2 separate regions of the Danio rerio genome follow, and region 1 is linked to region 2. Evidence: chromatin contacts called from public HiChIP or PLAC-seq data. All regions are on one chromosome and are shown on one strand. The core of a region is the stretch at or near the end of the contact, and the rest is flanking DNA. Distances in the headings are between cores, read along the strand shown.

Region 1 (2,852 bases), core at 313-2,812, 66 kb after region 2:
GAACTAAATTGGCTGCAGTGTGTAAATGTGAGTGCAGGGGTGTTTCCCAGTGCTGGGTTTTAACTGGTATCTGCTGTGCAAAACATATGCTGGAATGGCTGGCGGTTCACTGTGGTGACTCCTAAAAAATAAGGGACGAAGCAGAAGGAAAATGAATTAATGAAATCATATGTATTTGTCTTAATTTGACATGTTTTAGTCATTTTAATGTGTCAGAGCTACTGACTTCCTAAACAGCTATGGTTTCAGCTGCGTTCTAGTTAAGTTTTAATGGTAAACTGTCCCTTTAAAGTCAACACTGCTGTAGAAACAAGCAGCATTAAGCTCACATGGCAGCATTTTGGATTACAACAGCAAGCCCTTTTCTATAACCACTGCACTTACAAATTAGGACAGAAACTTGTAGGATGCCAAACATAACAAAAGGCAAACACGCACACACATCCATCCATAAAACATTACAACAGGAAATGTCAACGTTACTTCCGTGTTGACACAGATCAAGATCAGGATTTGAATGTTAATCAGATATCACCCTCTCAACTCTATGAGGAACAGCTATCCTCCATCATACAATGTGGTGTGTTTATCCAAGCACCTGCACAGGAGCTCTGCGGAACTCCCTCACACCGTTGCCTGGGTTGTTGTGAATGAGCAGCGGTTTGCACTCCCTGAAGCCCCGGTACCTCGGCCCCCCTCGCCCCGGGCAGCCCACCGCCTCCGCAGCATCATCCTCGTCTGTGTCCTCCACGCACTCGTCCCCGCTGCTGTGGTAGTCGTGGTACAGAGGCTGTGTGCGCTGCCGGCTGTCGCCAGGGCTCACGCTGGCCACGGCGCTCAGAGAGCCGGCCAGCTCCCTCCACGAGCGGCTGCTGTGCTGCTCTGAGCCGCAGCTGCCATCACTCGAGCCGGACGCGGACTGGGAGCGCAGGACCAGAAGAAAGCGCACGGTTTCCCCGAGGTAAAGGTGACTGCGGCGCGGAAGAGTGCGGTATTTAGCCGGGTCCGACAGATCTGAGATGGGCACCGCCGGGAAATACATAAAGTACTCGCATTGCGATTCCATCATCAACACCATTGACCATCAGAGAGCGAGCGCGCGCGCACTGCAGGCAGACGCACAGCCGAGGTATCCGGTTAGCAGACTGTAAACAACGCTCCCATTCAATAAAGAGTTGCTTTGAATTCATCAAACGCGCGCCAGCTTCCGGGTCGGTTATTATTAGGGTTGACTGGAACTCATAAAAATTACATTCGTCTTATTTTGCCCCATTTTCGCTCGTCTGCCAGCCCAGTTGACGTATACAATACATTCAAAGTGCGCTATATGACAGGCGAGCTTATCGAGCTCAGATGAAGTAGAGCGGACGACAGACGAGATTAGTCGACTGTCGATGAAGGTCAACTTTATTGTCTATGTATAAAGGTTGGTTTTAGATCAGTTTTGTGATTTGTTTACTTTTTTTACTGTTTGTTGTGGTATGTATGCAGCTGAAATATATAATATTATATCAAACAAATTAACATGTATTTAAAGGTAGATAGTTAATCTCCCCCCACAAATGGAAAATCTGTCATCCTTTATTCTCTCTTCACTTTTCACAAACCTGTTTGAGTTTCTTTCTTCTGTTCAACATTAAATATATTTAAAAGGAAGCAGGCAACCTGTAACTACTGACTTCTGTTGTATTTGTTTCTCCTACTGTGGAAGCCAGTGTGGTGAGGGAGTGCGGGGCACAAAGTAACACTTTTTGGTTTTGGTCAAATAATGAACAAGTAATGGGGTTAGACAAACCCTATTTTTTACCAACAACACACAAGCTTCTCCTGCAAATAAGCACTGTTGGACCTGTGTTTTCTGCGCAGTATTGCCAAAAATGGCAGTAGTAAAAATGCTACTAGTCAATTTACCCTTGCTACTACTCTATTTACCCTGTTAAGTTGTAACAGACAGAGGGTTATATAGTTGTAACATGTGTTTATAAAGTCAGATTTCACACAATTAATTTAAATTCAGTTTACTTTTTAAATAGTATATTTCCTCAGTAGGTTACTGCAACTCATTTTTTTTACGCTAGCACAGTATGTTTATTTATTTATCTTCTGAATAACCACATTCTGATGTATTTGCAATATTATCAATTATTATACAATAGATTTTTGCAGTTTTAGCAAGACAATGTTTGTTTTCTATTTTTTTTTAAATATATTAAAAATGTCTTCATCATTACACTCAAAATTCAAAAATGATTTTGTTAGTTTATTTGGTGTTATACAGTGTGTGGTTAATGTGTAACATCCTGTTACAACTAACCAAGTTGTGTTTTCCTCAAACTAGCAAGCAGTCACTGTGTGTTTTTCACATCTTTAAAAATGGTTTCATCTTCTAGCCTAGAAGACGGTTCTCACAACAGTATAAGAGTTTACGTACATACTTTCACAGATTTTTAAAAAATAAAAAAATATTGACTATAATAAAAAATACATTTATGCTGCAAAAATGGTTTCTCCTGTGTTTCTCATCCATATTTCACCAAACTTTTTCAATAATTGGCAGGAAGACATCTGTTGACACAGTGGTGAAAACCTCAGAAGCATGTGATGGTTAACACTAAGCAAATACCTTAAAACTCTGTGTTACATTTTACCCTGCGTGCCCCTCTCTCCCTACATGTTTTCAGCTTTCTTCGAAATATCTCCTTTTGCGTTCAACAGAAGTGAATAGTGTATACATTTTCATTTTTTGGTGGAACTGTCCCTTAAAGGTACAATTCAAAGGATTGAAAACAACCATTTCTTTAGTACTTTTGAAGCATTTCTTATCAAGGTTTTAAAGCACAGGTCTCAAACTG
Region 2 (3,010 bases), core at 28-2,527:
TGCTTTCTAGAACAAAGAAAAATGATCATATTACTCCAGTGCTTTCATCGTTGCATTGGCTCCCTATTAAATATTGTATACATTTTTACATTTTATTGACTACTATACAAAGCCCTGAACGGCTATGGCTTATCTCCCCAGTATTTGAGGGAGCTCCTGGTGTACTATAACCCCTCATGTCCACTATGCTCAGTTAATTCTGGACAACTGATTATTCCCAAAATATCAAAATCAACTGTAGGCGGTCTCTTTCTCAAATCTGGCACCTAAACTTTGGAACAGCCTTCCTAGCACAATTCTTGAAGCAGACAGACTTTGTCATTTTTAAATTAGATTAAAGACACATCTCTTTGCATTAGCATACACATAAGACACAAATGCTTTTGAAATCCAAATCCTCGATGACAAAGGGCAAAAGGTTGCTGAAGAACTACTGAGAGATTTCAGCTGCTGTCTGGGCTTTCACCTAGAATGGCTGAGAAAGCCCAGATAGCAGCTGAAATCTCTCAGTAGTTCTTCAGCAATCCTCTGCCCATCATCATTAGTAAAATTAATATTTAACATCTAGATGAAAATGAGACCAGAATGGACATTTTAGCAAGACAATGATGCAAAACACAGCCAAGAAAATTCTCAAATGCTTTAAGAGAAAAAAAATCAAGCTGTAGAATATATATATATATATATATATATATATATATATATATATATATATATATATATATATATATATATATATATATATATATATACACCTATCTAACCCCACCAATCCTACACCAATCCAATCCTTCGAGCTGGGATCAAACAGGCAACTTTCTGCATGAAGTCGGTTGCTCTAACAAGTCTAAAGACCATGGCCTCTAGCGTCTGTCGCTAAAGCACTTTTTTGGGTTCAGAGGAGTGAGGTTTACCTGCACAGCACTTTACTAGCTGGCCTCTGTTACACATGTTAATATTTTAGAACTATATATTACTCAAATGACTATTTCATGAATGATGCTTAATGATGTCAGCAATGAACTCCCAGTGTTGTCAAGAATACTTAAAAACGGACTGTACAAAACAGTGATAAAACACATGGGGGATTCCTGCTCTGAGAGCTGAAACCAAAGGTCTATGTACTGTATGTGTTGAACTCCACTGCATCTTCTGATAAATGTTCCCGCCCATAGGATCTAACACGGGGAACACACCCTGGTCCTATCACAAACAGTTACTGATTCACTAAAACTGGTTTTGCAATAAGCCATGTAAAATAATATTCATGAAAGTGATAAAAACTGATACACACCTCCACATGCCCTGCCTAACTGACCATGCAACCGACCCTTTATAAACTCATGAAGCGTTCTCACCCATGTCTTAGTCAACCTAACACCATCCATTAATCCAGACATGGGACGTCTGGAGTTAATACTAGTTTTAATATGGATAACAGGTTGCTTTACCATTGAAGACAACAAAAACAGGTGAGATTCTCATAATTGAATCAGTAATTCGGCATTGTATATGAACAGTAATGTGGATTTCAATCTTCTATTAAGAGTCAGATTTAGTCAATTATCTGATGTACTGTACTGGCTGAAGAATGTACATATTCTAATCAATTATGTTTGTATAATATGCAAATTCCTATTATATGCAAATGCATTTATAATAATAATATTATATAATATATAATTCATAATATTAATCTATCTACACCAAGTATATGATTTATTAAGTACTGAATACAATAATTATTAGTGTAATTTAAGTAGAGCCGCATGTTTCTAAAAATAACTTACATTTGAGACATTTAGAGTGTTAGAAGGTGAGGCAGTGGCGCAGTAGGTAGTGCTGTCGCCTCACAGCAAGAAGGTTGCTGGGCTGCTGGTTTGAACCTCGGCTCAGTTGGCGTTTCTGTGTGGAGTTTGCATGTTCTCTCTGCCTTCGTGTGGGTTTCCTCCGGGTGCTCCGGTTTCCCCCACAGTCCAAAGACATGTGGTACAGGTGAATTGGGTAGGCTAAATTGTCTGTAGTGTGTGTGTGGCTGTTTCCCAGAGATAGGTTGCGGCTGGAAGGGCATCCGCTGCGTAAAAACTTGCTGGATAAGTTGGCGGTTCATTCCACTGTGGTGACCCCGGATTAATAAAGGGACTAAGCTGACAAGAGAATTAATGTTAGAATGTGAAATATTTAGATTGTAAAACGTAAAAAGTTTAGCTGTTTCTCAATTATATTCACAGCACTGATGAATTATCAAAGCATAATAGTTCCTTCTGTACATGTCTTATTTAAATGTAATTAAACATTTAACATCTAATTTAAAAAAGCAACTTTGATCTTACACTGTGATAATCTGATAATTATGATGGAAACAGCTGATAAATGCTACAGCGATGACTGCTATTATGTAATTGAATTACTCCACTTTTATGTCTTTGTAGATAAGAAATTCTTGAAGGATTTTGCAGCTATTTAAATCTTTTAAAAGGAAATAAATGTTTTAAAATTTTTATTTTTGTGTGTTTTTATAGACATGATGTGACAGAGAGAAATGCTGGTAAGTAAATGAAATTTATCATAAGCGCAATGATTAACTAGGGAATTCCAACCATTGCAATTTTTTCTGACTTTATTCATTTCATTCTTTTTTTAATATTCAAGAACTTTTAAATATAAATAAAAAACTACAATATAATTTTTGATATTTTTCCAATTACTATCTTATCCTACAAAACTGCAAATTTGATTAAGTCCATTTATACTAAAGAATATTGTGCAGAGACTTTGAACTGTTGCAAAAAAAAAAAAAAAGCTTTGCACAGCACAAAATGTTCGCACATGCATGCAATCAAGCAAAGACACATATGATTACAAAGTGACATGGAAACTGGTTGTAAATGGGTGGAGTACAGTAGGCCCCCATAAAGCATATCTAAGGTCCATGTCCATTACTAACACATTATAAACATAAAGAACATTTATGGCATGTAACACAGGATCAATACACCACTTTTACTTG

The links. HiChIP or PLAC-seq counts read pairs in DNA pulled down with a chosen protein or histone mark.
Region 1: a contact with region 2 is called in an H3K4me3 HiChIP or PLAC-seq map of pancreas, with 2.7 times the contacts expected there. The contact joins the promoter of trappc14 here to the promoter of zanl in region 2. A contact is called at or near these places in 2 of 4 datasets of contacts at active chromatin or transcription factors (embryo and pancreas).

Annotation. Positions count from the first base shown.
Region 1 is chr7:26,415,793-26,418,644 of GRCz12tu, forward strand. trappc14 (trafficking protein particle complex subunit 14) reads right to left here and starts at 1,563. Exons shown (of 10, transcript NM_001423811.1): 1 at 599-1,563. The coding sequence starts at 1,078.
Region 2 is chr7:26,350,545-26,353,554 of GRCz12tu, forward strand. zanl (zonadhesin, like) reads left to right here and starts at 1,278. Exons shown (of 86, transcript NM_001365358.1): 1 at 1,278-1,472; 2 at 2,523-2,548. The coding sequence starts at 1,399.